2 separate regions of the Mus musculus genome follow, and region 2 is linked to region 1. A link is a contact called in public HiChIP or PLAC-seq data. All regions are on one chromosome and are shown on one strand. Each heading gives the region's core, a stretch centred on a gene start, on an enhancer-like site or on the middle of the called end of the contact. The rest is flanking DNA. Distances are from core to core; before and after follow the strand shown. Region 1 overlaps Ncoa3 (nuclear receptor coactivator 3). Region 2 overlaps Zmynd8 (zinc finger, MYND-type containing 8).

Evidence for each region. HiChIP or PLAC-seq counts read pairs in DNA pulled down with a chosen protein or histone mark.
Region 2: an H3K27ac HiChIP or PLAC-seq map of trophoblast stem cells shows a contact between it and region 1, with 10 read pairs. The contact joins two enhancer-like sites. A contact is called at or near these places in 1 of 39 promoter capture datasets (the HPC-7 cell line), 4 of 115 datasets of contacts at active chromatin or transcription factors (differentiating embryonic stem cells, embryonic stem cells, extraembryonic endoderm stem cells and 1 more) and 2 of 9 other capture datasets (adipose tissue and liver).

What each region holds. Positions count from the first base shown.
Region 1 is chr2:166,065,086-166,072,035 of GRCm38.p6, forward strand. It overlaps Ncoa3 (nuclear receptor coactivator 3), which reads left to right. Exons shown (of 23, transcript NM_008679.3): 18 at 673-966; 19 at 2,477-2,560; 20 at 3,244-3,463; 21 at 4,120-4,294; 22 at 4,726-4,867; 23 at 5,047-6,950. The coding sequence ends at 5,058. Among named protein-coding and RNA genes, the nearest start is that of Gm52534, 52 kb to the right of the region's middle. Within about 2 kb of position 5,061, at least 20 of the 459 cell types and tissues checked have an H3K27ac peak or open chromatin away from gene starts, as enhancers often do. A contact at or near this core is called in trophoblast stem cells, where this site is marked.
Region 2 is chr2:165,861,424-165,868,575 of GRCm38.p6, forward strand. All of the region lies in intron 2 of Zmynd8 (zinc finger, MYND-type containing 8), which reads right to left. Among named protein-coding and RNA genes, the nearest start is that of Gm11465, 16 kb to the right of the region's middle. Within about 2 kb of position 5,703, at least 108 of the 459 cell types and tissues checked have an H3K27ac peak or open chromatin away from gene starts, as enhancers often do. A contact at or near this core is called in trophoblast stem cells, where this site is marked.

The DNA of each region.
Region 1 (6,950 bases), core at 3,811-6,310:
TCAGAGGACCACTTCCAGGAGTTTATTATTCCACTGTGTGGGAGCCACGGATTGAACTCAGGCAGCAGGCACCTTTACTTGTTTAGCCACCTGGACAACCCATAATTTATGTCAGTTCCACTATATAGAGTTATTTATTATTAAACATTAAAATAATACACTGGTTTTCTTTTGTTTTTTTTTTTTTAAAGATTTATTTATTTATTATATCTAAGTACACTGTAGCTGTCCTCAGACACTCCAGAAGAGGGAGTCAGATTTCGTTACGGATGGTTGTGAGCCACCATGTGGTTGCTGGGATTTGAGCTCCTGACCTTTGGAAGAGCAGTCGGGCGCTCTTACCCACTGAGCCATCTCACCAGCCCTACACTGGTTTTCTTTTGATGTTTGAAAACCAGAGAATCTAATTACCTACATTCATTACTACATTTCAACCAAATCACCATTCATTTTCTCCCATCCTTTTGAGACTTGGTTGTCCCATTCTACAGACATGAGTTCTGAACTACACAGGAGTACACAAGACACAGTGCAGATGCAGCTTCAGGCATCTGGGTTCTGAGCCACCACCGGTCACATGTACTGATTTACATTTTTTCCCTTGTTTGCAGCATTTGCTTTTGGTTGCTTTCTCAGGTGTAGCTAACCATTCCTTTGTGTTTGATGTTTAAGGGACAAGCTTTGGAGTCCAAACAGGATGTTTTCCAAGGCCAAGAAGCAGCAGTAATGATGGATCAGAAGGCTGCACTATATGGACAGACATACCCAGCTCAGGGTCCTCCCCTTCAAGGAGGCTTTAACCTTCAGGGACAGTCACCATCGTTTAACTCTATGATGGGTCAGATTAGCCAGCAAGGCAGCTTTCCTCTGCAAGGCATGCATCCTAGAGCCGGCCTCGTGAGACCAAGGACCAACACCCCGAAGCAGCTGAGAATGCAGCTTCAGCAGAGGCTACAGGGCCAGCAGGTAAGACCGGGCTGTCAGGGGCTCTTAGGCTGTGCTCTCCGTGGCCCTTGCCACCGGCTCTCCACTCTTTGCTAACTAAAGGAATCCCTTTTGCTTTCACTTCTCTGTAAGATTTTGTTTATGCAGACAGTTCCTTGATAAGGAGTGTGTATTAAACTTGGGTATCTTTCTATATGTATATTCTTTGCTATAACATTAGCAGTGGCAAAATGGCTCAGTGGGTAAATGTACTTTCCAAGCAAGCCAGGCAAGCCAGTTTAATTCTTAGAGCCTTGCTTAGTGCATGCTGTTAATCCTAGCACTTGAGAGGCAGAAAGAAGCACAGGTCTCTGTGAGTTCCATGGGTCAGCCTGGTCTACAGAGTGAGTTCCAGGCCAGTTAGGACAGCACAGTGAGCTGTTTGACACAGGACAGGACAGCAGGAGGAGCAGTGTGTCTTGATGGCCCTTGGAAGGCATTTCCTCAGCTTTTTGTTTTAAAGACAAGATCTTGATGATTGTCTAGGGGACTTGTAACCACTTCTGTCTCAACCTCTCCTGCCGGGATTGCAGGCATGCAATGCGTTAAGCACCCCTGTTGACTCAGTATTTTAATGGAAATCACTTCTTGATGCACTTTGGGGCCGGAGGCATGCTCAGTGGTTAAGAACACTTGTTGCTCTTGCAGAGGACCCGTGTTCAGTTCCTGGCACCTACTGTGGGCAACTGACTGTCTAACCTCAGTTCTAGGGAATCCACACCCTCCTCTTTCCTTAATCTGCAGTTGCTTTAAAGCATATTTGTATGGTTGCACGGGCTGGTGAGTGCTTGTTACCAGGTGGCAGTGAGTCACCTGAGTAGGAGAGCCCAGGAAGCCAGAGCCAGGCTATGGCAGCCCCTGCAGCAGGCTCAGAACTGGGGAAGCTCTGTGCCTGTGCGCATGGTACTATTTTATAGCTTAGTCCTCCTTTCTATTAAGTGCTCACTAGTGTCTGATCAAGTCAGAGTAATTTTGATTGTCTGAGCAACAGTCCCTGGAGAAACTTGACACTGCATTCCTGCTGCAGTTGTTTAAGCCTCACACCGAGGCAGGGAATCGGCGCCAATGTCGCTGTCCAGGAACTCTGTCCTGCGAACTTTTTTTCTATTTTTTTTTTTTTTTTAAGGTTTCTTGTATTTTTAATAGTGTCTGTGCAGTTCGTGTTTGCGCGCGCACGCACGCACGCACGCACGCACGCATGCACGCCTGCAGAGGCCAGAGGTGTGAGGTGCACTAGAACTGGGGCAGTGGTGACTGAGCCACCATGTAGGTGCTGGGAAAGGAATCTGGTCCAGTGGATGGACTGTGCACGCTCTCAGCTGTAGAGCTGTCTTCCTTCTGCAGGATGTAAACGACGACGAACCAATTCAGTTTAAATGTGGCTCCCTAGCTTGGTGGGTCTGGAGAGATCTCACTGGGTGGGGGTAGTGTATAAAGCTGATTGGGGCTCACTAACACGCTCCACTTGACCTACTAACCCAACTCTGTTCAGTTTTTAAATCAGAGCCGGCAGGCACTTGAAATGAAAATGGAGAACCCTGCTGGCACTGCTGTGATGAGGCCCATGATGCCCCAGGTACGTTCCCTGCAGAGAAGGGGCCAGTCCAGGCGGGACCCACGCCCGGCCTGGCCTTAGCTATGCCTGTTAAATAATTCTGAAGTTTTTGTAAGAATTGGTTGTCACACTGTCTCTCTCTCTATATATATATATGTATGTATATATATGTGTGTGTGTGTGTGTATATATATATATATATATATATATATATATATATTAATGTTTATGAGTGTGTTATCTGCATGGATGTCTGTATCATGTGGAGGCCAGAAAAGGACATGAGATCTCCTGGACCTGGAGGTACAGATGGTTGTGAGCAGCCTTGTGGGTGTGGGAATTGAGCCATGTCTCCAGCTCCTGTACTTGGTCTTTCACTCTCACTCTGCTTTGTCTGTGATGAGGGGCTGGAGAGAAGTGGCTACTTGATTACAACCATCAGTAAACTCACCCAGATTGATTCCCTTTGTGATGAGCTGCTGTGTTGTAAGATAACTGCCTAGTGTTTTGGGATTCTGGGACTGCCTCTGACCCTGCACAGGAAGGACGCTCACTGGGCAGCGTTTGGAAGCCACGGGTGTAAAGAACCGCTTGTGTATACTACCCTTTAGTTACAGAGAGGGCACTCTGTTCTTTCTTGTCCATAGCTGGTGTATTGTGAGATGCTATGAAATGAAGTTAATTGTGTGTCTCTTGGCTACCAGCAGGCTTTCTTTAATGCCCAAATGGCTGCCCAGCAGAAACGAGAGCTGATGAGCCATCACCTGCAGCAGCAGAGGATGGCGATGATGATGTCACAACCACAGCCTCAGGCCTTCAGCCCACCTCCCAACGTCACCGCCTCCCCCAGCATGGACGGGGTTTTGGCAGGTTCAGCAATGCCGCAAGCCCCTCCACAACAGTTTCCATATCCAGCAAATTACGGTAAACCTGTCAGATTGTGCCCTTATCAAAGTAGGGTTAGTAAGGCCCCAAGCTGCACCAGTTCCGTTGAGTGTGAAAACAAAAGTACCGCTCACTCCATCTTGTTTGCCAGGAAAACTGTCTGGAGCTGCAGGAAGCTGGAGTGTGCTGCAGAAGCAAGGAGTGTGTGTTCCCATAGCTGGACTTTTTTTTTTTTTTTTTTAGCCCCTGCAAACCCCCTCATCCCCTTATTTGAAAAAGATCACATAAACCTTCCTCTTGCCTGTTCTTCATGTCCCATGTGATATCTCTGGACACTCAAGCTTGAGGGGCAGATCCCAGTATGGGCTTCGCCATCCCTTTTTTCTGTGACTTGGGCACTTACTGTGATTATATTAAGCAGGCGGTGCTTCAGGCCCACCTTTGGGGAGGTTTTGGGACAGAGATGTGTTGTTAGAGAGTGCAGCCCTGCCCCGCCACGGTGCCCTGGATGGCATTTTTTTTTTTTTTTTTTTTTTTACTAAATTGATGACTTTGTCATCTTAGTGAGAAGCAAGAACGACAGAGCATCGGCGTGGAGCCTTTTTTCTCCTTCCTTCTCCATCTTTGGTGATTCTAGGATGCTGAAAGTCCATGGATGCTGCATTTGAACACTGATTTCTGTTCATTTCTTTAAGGAATGGGACAACCACCAGAGCCAGCCTTTGGTCGAGGCTCGAGTCCTCCCAGTGCAATGATGTCATCAAGAATGGGGCCTTCCCAGAATGCCATGGTGCAGCATCCTCAGCCCACACCCATGTATCAGCCTTCAGATATGAAGGGGTGGCCGTCAGGGAACCTGGCCAGGAATGGGTAAGGATGGGACTTACTTTTACATCCTAGTGGGGAATCCGGGAACCTGTTTCTCAGTCACACTTACTGGATGGAGAGATCATGTGCTTGGCTCTTAGAAACTGAGGCATATGGCTTGTTTTGTGGTTGCTTTATATTGTGCCATGTCTGTGAGCGCAGGCTGTCCAGAAGCTTTTCTCAGATAGGGCATGGTGCTCTGTGCCTTTAATCCCAACATTTGGGAGGCAAAGGCAGGAGGATCTCTGTGAGTTCAAGGCCAGCCTGGTCTACTTAGCGAGCTCCAGACCACAACCAGAGGTACATAGAGAGACCCTGTCTCAAACAACAACAACAGAGATGTCTGTGTTTTCTGCTCAGGTAGAGGGATGTTTGATAGAACTGTGAGAGTCTGTGTTCCCTGAAGAAGTAACACTGTTACCCTTTCTTTGCAGCTCCTTCCCCCAGCAGCAGTTTGCTCCCCAGGGGAACCCTGCAGCCTACAACATGGTGCATATGAACAGCAGCGGTGGGCACTTGGGACAGATGGCCATGACCCCCATGCCCATGTCTGGCATGCCCATGGGCCCCGATCAGGTACGGGCATCTATTCTTACGCCTCCCAGAACTGTCACAGTGGTCTGGAGATTTTAACTTGGGTATATAACTTAGAACAAACTACTGCAGTGTTTTGAAAACATTTGGCGGTGCATTCAGGAGTGTACAGACAGTGGCCGATTTTCTGCTGCGCTGACCCTGTGTTCTTCTGTTAACAGAAATACTGCTGACATCTCCCTAGTGGGACTGACTGTACAGATGACACTGCACAGGATCATCAGGACGTGGCGGCGAGTCATTGTCTAAGCATCCAGCTTGGAAGCAAGGCCAGCGTGACCAGCAGCGGGGTCTGTGCTGTCATTTGAGCAGAGCTGGGTCTCGCTGAAGCGCACTGTCTACCTGATGCCCTGCCTCTGTGTGGCAAGGTGTTCTGCCTCATGAGGATGTGATTCTGGAGATGGGGTGTTCGTAAGCACCGCTCTCTTACGTCACTCCCTTCTGCCTCGCCAGCCAAAGTCTTCACGTAGATCTAGATGGCTAGGGTTTCTGTCTTGCAGCACTGGACGAGGGGGCACAGTCTGCCTTCTCGCGTGTCGTCAGCAAGTAGTTCGTGTCGCTCTCCTGTCCAGTGCAATCAGTGTTTCTGCGCTCTTGTCCTTTACAGGTGTAGTCCCCAGAGTCTGTCGTCCTAGGTCTCTCCTGGTGAGGTCCCCGTACCCTGTAATTCTCAAGGATTTGTCATTGATGTTAAATGGCTTTGAAGAAGGGAAGATGAGATGGCAATATTGAATTTTCCCGCCCCAATGTGCAGCCAAGCGCACTTTACTGAGGAAGTCACGGAGAAATGCAATATTCCTGAGGGCGTGAGGAATGGTGAACCACATTCCTGCTTTCTGTCTGCACTAATCTGTTAGGACAAGAACACGATTGTCGTTTGTTTGTTTGTTGTTTCTTTCAAGTACTGGCGTCACCCTTTGCCTATATGGTGGAGCAATAATGCTTTGAAATAAACTTGTGAAACCCAAGGCCAGGTCCTGCACTCTGAGTCAGAAGCGAGCAGTGCTTCTGTGGACACACTTCCTTCCCTTTGTAAATAGGATCTTTAAGATATTGTATTATGTGAAAATATGTACATACCTTTTTTGTAGGCCACAGCAGCTCATTTTTACAGAGTTTGTGAAGCTAAATATTTAACATTGTTGATTTCTGTAAGCTCCACGCAGTGAGGTTACAGGCAGCGGAGACATCTGGAAGGCCCAGCCTGGGGCAGGGCAGCCTGCAGCTCCCCTCGTGTTACAGGCCTCACTCTTTAAAAAGGCTTTTTAAAGGGATCATTTGTTTAGATGTAGGCATTTAAATTTTTTAAAAATTTTCTTTACCAGAGAACTACGCACTTTGTTAATTTGTGGGGAAAGAATAGATATGGGGAAATGAGCTTTAAACGAAAACAGAAAACCGCCAAGAGTCTAAAAACAAAACCGAAGCAAATTGATTTTAAAAAGAATCTTGTGTTTTTTAAGCAGTCCATAAATTAAATGATAATAATTTTGGAAAACTGTAGCCCACTCATCATTTTAGGATCGATGTCTGTTACTAGGACCTGAGCCCCACATTTAGGTCAAAGGCCCCGGGCCCTTGCTGTGTGTGGTCTGGTGTCTGCCCAGTTCTCCTCTGGTTCAGCTCATAGGGTCTCTTACTACCTCTCCGCATCAGGGTGCTGAGCTCAGAACCAGGCCTGCCAGTGCCACTGAGTGAGAGTGACACCTTGGCACATGCCAGCCCCTCCTGCCACCTCTCTGCCTCCTCTTGGCACCTGTCCTCGTCAGTGTGAAGTAGGGAAACCAAGTGTAATGCCTTTATTTGGGTCCTTAGGTTCAAACAGTTAGATGGCATTAGGTTAGTAAACCATCTGTAGCTTTGTTTCTCCACCAGCCCTGGTGTCATTGTCCGAGATCCAGTCAATGTTTAAGAGTCACACGTTTAGCCAGTTGTCCTCCACCCCCAACCACCTCCCCCCGCCCCCCCCCCCCCCAAGGGAGCACAGCTTCATTCTCTGAACTCTCTGTGAGTGAAGCTCACATTTCCAGAAGCACCTGTGGATGGACTTGGCTTCTCAACGTGC
Region 2 (7,152 bases), core at 4,453-6,952, 200 kb before region 1:
GTGATCCCAGCATTCAAGAGGCTGAGGCAGGGGGATCTTCGTTAAAGTAAGGCCACCCCGGGCTACAGAAAGTTCTAGGCTACCTAAGGGCTACAGAGTCAGAGTCGTCATCCCTACCCCATGCCATGATGAGATATTCTCAGCTCTGCTTGTCCAATCCCCTCACAGTCCTCGTGCCACAATGAGGTAAGATCAATTCCGCTCCGCTCGTCCAATCCCCGCACAGCACCCCCACCCAACCCCGTGCCACAATGAGGTAAGATCAATTCCGCTCCGCTCGTCCAATCCCCGCACAGCACCCTCACCCTACCCGTGCCACAATGAGGTAAGATCAATTCCGCTCCGCTCATCCAATCCCCGCATAGCAGCCTCACCCCACCCGTGCCACAATGAGGTAAGATCTATTCCACTCCGCTCGTCCAATCCCCGCACAGTCCCATGCAGTGATGCGCCAAACTCACGCTGCTCCTCCAATCCCCTCACAGCCCATGCCATGACGAAGTATGCTTGGCTCTAGTTGTCCAATCCCCTCACAGCCCCAGGCCGTGGATAAAGTAATCCGGCTCCGTTCATCCAATGCCCTCATAAACTCCTTCTTCTGGGTAAATCAGTCATGCTTTCTTTACATCTAGCTCGCCCCTCCCTCCATGTTCTGTAGCCAGTCTCCTCCGCAGTCGTTAACATCAATCAGCCTTTGGCTCAAATGTCACCTCCCAGTGGGCCTTCCCCGACACCCCAGCCTGCAGGCTCCTCATCCCATACCCTGAAGTTGTGGGCTCTTCATTCTCCACGACTCTCCTTCCTGAGGACTGTCAGACACCCTCTGTGGCGGCTCACATGCGCAGCCTCGGTGTGTCTCCTCCAGAACATGATGAGCTTGGTCTCAGCTGCCTTGCAGGGCACACAGCCTGGCTGACAGGGGCCTGAAAGATGGATGTCTGACTGACTGGGCACAGTGACAAGTGGAGGTGGGTAAAGAAACTCTGAGATGGGCTATAAAGATAGTTCAGTGGCTAGAGCACTGGCTGCTCTCCCAGAAGACCTAAGTTCAGGTCCTATCACCAAGACTGCAGTTCACAAACCCCTGTAACTCCAGCTCCAGGGGGTTTGACTCCTCTGGCCTCTATAGCACCCCCACTCATGTGTACATACCCTCACACAGACACCCCACACATGCACACATAATTTAAATTATAAAAATAAATCTTGAGGGGCTGGAGAGATGGCTCAATGAGTAAGAGCACTGACTGCTCTTCCAGAGGTCCTGAGTTCAATTCCCAGCAAACCACATGGTGGCTCACAACCATCTATAATGAGATCTGATGCCTTCTTCTGGGGTGTCTGAAGACAGCTACACTGTACTTACATGAAATAAATAAATAAATCTTTTTATAAAATAAATCTTGAGAAAAATTATTTTGGGGTTGTTTTTTTGTTTTCTGAGACAGATTCTCACAACTCAGCCAGTGCAGTTCTGGCTGGCCTGAAACTTGTTTTATTATGTTATCTGTAACAACATATGTTGTCTTGCCAGGCTAACCTCAAACTCATAGAAATCCACCTGCCTCTGCCTCCCAAGCACTAGAATATAAAGCCTGGCTTGGGAGGAAATTTTTTAATAAAGGCGGGGTTTCTACAATTATGCAGCCCAGGTTTGCTTTCAACTCATGATCCTCCTGTCTCAGCATTCATAATGCTGGAGTGGCCCTGTGTCAATATGGTTTGAAAGGCAATCCCCAGACTGCAGAGGACGAGGGGCTCCTGCTGGGTCAATAACAAGTCGAATAATAAATAATGGAGCTCAGAGCTGCTGAGAGAGAGAGACCCACAAACCAGAGGGGATCAGGCCATGTCAGGGAGAAAGGAGCCTGAGAGGATCTGCCTAACCCATTCCATCCATAGCTGGGTACTACTTTTAAATTTTTAGAAAAGCATCAAGCCCTGCCCACTTGGAAAGACGAGGAAAAAGACTTCAAATAAGAGGAGTCACAAGGACATCTGACCAAGAAACCAGAAGCTTCCTCCATTCCCTGCAGTACCTGCCCAGGTGTCCCCACCTGTACCCCAGCACAGTGCTCCCTGGAGACCCCAGCATGGCAATATAGCCTTCAACAGCGACAGTGGGGTGTCCCGTACACTGTCTGTACCTCCTGGACGTCACTGAAGTCTGCCGTGTTTAGCCCCCACACACTAGACATGGGGCTGGAGCTACTGAGAAAAGAAAGGTGGCTGTCCTTAGGCAACTCTGAACAATCACACAGAACTAGCAGCTGCCATTCCAGAGGGCCTGGCAGGCAGACAGGCCACTGGAGAAAGTACCCACTCATCCTATGTGCCTGAGAGACTCTATGACCTTATCCAAGTCAGTGAGAGGCCTTGGACATTCTCAAGTCTGTAGTATGTACACAAATTCAGATCGAAGCTAATTCCTTTCAGGATCCTTTGAGGGAAGCATTGACTTTGGAGCCTACGGGAGTCTGCAAGTTCATTTGGATTTGTTTATGTTTTGGGGTGTTTTTAGTTAGGGCTGTTTCTACCATGCTGGGGATTGAATCCTGGAACACCTACTTTCCCACCATGCCACATTTCCTCCTGATCACAAGACAGGTATAGGTGTAAACAAAAGGCTAGAGAAGCACTCATTAGACACACACACATACACACACACCACAGGGACAGAGGGGACACGCCTAGGTATCTGGAGATACAAGAAAGGGAAGAAGAAGGTGGTCCTCAGAGACCAGCATGGCAGGGTCACAAAGACAAGAGCAGGTAACAGGACCTGCAGGCAGCCAGAGGAGGGCCAAGTGCTCAGGAACACTGTGATTTGAACAGGGAAGTGGGGGGTTAGCAACACAGGGAAAGACCTTAAGTCCCTGCTCCAAAGCCCATCTTCAGGGAAGAGAGAGTTGGCAGAGCACCGGTGATCACTGGGAAAAAGGAGGGGCCATGTCCCAGAGAACAGTGACTCTGGAGGGACAGAGAGGCTGACCATTTCAGGGACAAATTATCGGGGCCTACTAATTACTCACAGGCACTAGATTTTGCTAGAGAAGAAGCCACCTCCCCAGCCAAAAGGCTGCTTTGCCTTTGCCTTCATGATCTAGGGTAGAAGTTCCAACCATCGGACAAAGTCAGGCTCAGTGTGCCTATTGTGTGTGCACGGAAAGAGAGCCACAAAAGGGTGCAGTCTCAACTGAGGCCTTAAACCTGGAGGGGGAGTCAAAGAGATGCAGGGGGAAAGGGGGGACAACTAGGATGGCTCAGCAGGTAAGGCGCATGCCACCAAGCCTCATCAACCTGGGTTCAATCCGTGACCCACCTGGTGGAAGGCAGAACTGCCTACCAGCTCCCACAAGCAGGCCGCCTGACTTTCCCATGTCTGCACACACAAAATAAACAATCAAATGTAACCCTTAAAAGAAAAACTAAACCTGGAAAGGAGAGAGGTTGATAACACCTGAGAGCCAGAAATGGCTCTCAAGGGAATTTGAAAGGTCAGTTGTGAATCGGGCACAGAGGGGAGCAGGAGAGCAGTGAGCCCAGCAGGCCAGGGCCAGCGATGAGGGTTGCAGCAATGGGCCCATCAATAGTAACCAGGGAGGTTTGCCAGTACACAAGGCCATGGGCCAATCTCTCTCTCTCTCTCTCTCTCTCACACACACACACACACACACACATACACACACACACACATACACACACACACACACACACACACACACACACACACACACACACACATAGAGGAATGCTCCAGAATGTTCCAGGCAACATCATAAGCAGATATGACTCTGTCTTTCAACCAAGAGATGAGCTCAGCCTTTCACAGACAGCAGAGGCCTGGTACAATGGGTTTGCTCTATAGTTTCAGCTCTCTGGAGGCTGGGGCAAGAGGATCACATGAGCCCACAAGTTGGTCTGGGATGTAGCTCAGTAATAATATTTGCCTAACACGTAGAAGGCCTCAGTACCACCACCACCACCCCACCCCCAAGTACCTCAGGCTCTCTTGCCCAGCCTCAGAGCACAATCCCGTAATCATAGATACTCTGGAGGCTAAGACAGTAGGATTCCAAGTCAAAGCGCACCTGGCATTCAAATGTTTAGGTTACAGATCCCACAAACCTCGAGAGTCCAACCTGAGCAACAAGACTCACTCCCAGAGCCGGGCATGGTGGTGCACGCCTTTAATCCCAGCACTCAGGAGACAGAGGCAGGCGGATTGCTGAGTTCGAGGCCAGCCAGGTCTACAAAGTGAATTCCTGGACAGCCAGGGCTACACAGAGAAACCCTGTCTCAAAAAACCAAAAGAGTCTTTCTTGAGGGCTGGAGAGATAGCTCAGTGGTTAAGAGCACTGACTGCTCTTCCAGAGGTCCCGAGTTCAATTCCCAGCAACCACATGGTGGCTCACAACCATCTGTAATGGGATCTGATGTCCTCTTCTGGTGTGTCTGAAGACAGTGACAGTGTACTCACATACATGAAATAAATATGGCTGGAGCAGGGGCCAGAGTGAGTGAGGCCGGAAAAAAAAACAAAACAAAAAAAAAAAAAAAAAAAACAAAAAAAACGATTACTTGAATGTCTGGTTGGTAAGAGAGGCCCAGATGCTGAGACAGGCCCTCCACTTGGTACATTTGTTCTAAGACCTTTGGAGGAAGAAAAAGGACATTCTTTTTAGGGTGGAAACACTTTGGGATGACAGTCTTCTCCATTAATAAATAAACTTCGGGGACTTAAAAGCACTAACTCCTCTTCTAGAGGTCCTGAGTTCAATTCCCAGCAACCACACAGGGTGGCTCACAACCAACCATCTGCAATGGGATCCGATGCTCTCTTCTGCGGTGTGTCTGAAGACAGCTGCAGTGTACTCATATAAAAACAAACAAACAAACAAACTGGACATTACTATGAGCGGGGCTTCAAAAATGGGGCAGGTGAAGTTTCCCTGTGTCAACCACAGAGCTCAACTGCATCAGCCGGGCAATTTTAGTGAGTAAAATCCTTGCTAAACAACGAGGATGGGAATCCAGATCAGCACCGCCCCTGTAAAGAGCAGGTTGTAATCTCCATGCTCCTGAGACAAGGACACAGCAGGGTCGCTCTTGCCAAGAGGAGGCCGCCAATCTCTAGTCTGAAAGCCATGATCAGAGCTTCAGCATTTTGGGATAATTTAGACCTGATTAGGGAGGAGAGTTCTCTCACACAGACTTGCCACTAAACACTGCAGGGCTGGCACTTCCTGGGATCTCAGAGATGTCAGAGTCAGGACAGTTTAAACTACCAACGTTTCTTGAAAGGAAACCTCACAGCGGCGCTTCTGCGCCATGGCTTAAAAGCACTGATGGTTGTTTTCTTAGAGATCCCTTGAAAATGACAGAAGGACTCTTATCTCACAGCCTTGCTCACATTCAATCCCTTTGTGAAAGTCTTAATTTACACACAACAGAGAAAGATAGAGGGTCCTGTGCTAATCAAGGTCTGGGACTATTTAACAAATTGTTCTAACTGTACTTCTCTAGCATCCTGGCTCTGTAAACACATCCACCCGCAGGCAAGTCTCACAAAGAATGACAGTGTTTGGGATTTTAATATGTTGGGCTTCCGCTACATCTGCGCCCGGTTTCCGAGGGGACCGTTCCCCTGCGTTGGTGACACAATGCAGACACCATACAGCTGCACACCAGCACTCTGCCCACAAAATGTACACGCAGCAGGATCAAGATGCAAGCGGCCTAAAGAACAGGGAGCCTCCATCCAGGGAGTACACCAGGCTGCGGCAGACTCCGGGTTTCTGGCCTCTGAGGCAGGGCCTTGTCTGACTCACACAGTTATGGCCAAACTCCTGCAAGGAAGTGTGCTGTGACCAGTCTTGCACAGAGAATGCAAAATGACAGCCCTGGGCCATTTCCGTCCCCTTGATGTGACTTTCTGGGTTCATGAACAATCTTTGAGAAACTGGTCTACACAGAGAAACATCTCTGCATCTAAATGAGCTACTGTTGCAAGAAAATGGCAGGTTCATCCCAGCAAAGAGACAGTGAGCCCAATTCCTGGCGCTGAGCAGTGAGGTAGATCCCCCACCCAACCATCAAAGCCCCCTATTTTCCCTATGCTGGCAGCCATTATGGGTATCCCTGCTGGCCCTGAAGGGATGTGACTCAGATGTTTAAAGCAAAAGACAAAACCTGATACCACACCACCCCCCAGCCCTACTTGGCCACTTCATTCATCCTCACGAGCCTCAGTGTCCTAGACTGTGAAATGGGAATACACTCGTCACAGCAGTGAGCTAAGAATCATTGAGGTGAGAAGGAAACACTGCCCGGCGCCTGGGGAGACCTCAGGAGCCGCTCACTGTGCCAGCACTCCTGGTAGATGGTGCTTCTGATTTATGCACGAATGGCTTACAGCAGACTGTCACCCTCGGTCACAAATGTCACCCTGGCATCTTGAAAGCCTGAAGGCTTTGTCTCCTGAGAAGTGCGCGCTCTGGAAAATGCCAAGGATGATATAAAGGAAGCAATAGACTCGGGAACTACCCTATTAATAATAAGTGATCACATAGGAAGAGAGCTGCTGATTGATATTCAGAGAACCTAAAAGCCCTGCAGACGAGATGCGGGAATAGGATTTGAGAATTCAGAGCTAGGTCAGCTAAGATGGCTCCGAGGGCATCTTCTCCCACCACCCAACCTGAGTTCCCAAGTCCTGAGACCCACAGACCACAGAGTAGAAGGAGAAAAAGTTGTCCGAGTAAGTAAACACACCAGGGTTGGTGGTATTTGCCTTCCATCCAACCCCTCCAGAGACCAAGTCGGGAGGACCTCACTGACCAGCCTGCTCCACATATTGAGTTCCATGCCCAGAAGGGCTGCACGGTAGGAGCCTACCTCTGAACAAAAATATAAACAAAGAATTCCAAAGTATGTTGACACACTGTCCCTACTCCCTTTAAGCATGTAAGTTCAAGACCAGCCTGGGCAACATAAAAACATCTCAGCTCAAAGAAAGAAAAGAAAGCATTAACTCTTGGAGATCTGTGGCAGGCTTGAGGAAAGCCTATGCTAGCTCTTATGTTCTTGGGCTGTGGAAATGGCTCAGGAGATAAAGATGTTTGCTGCCAAGCCTAAGGACTGAGTTCTTTC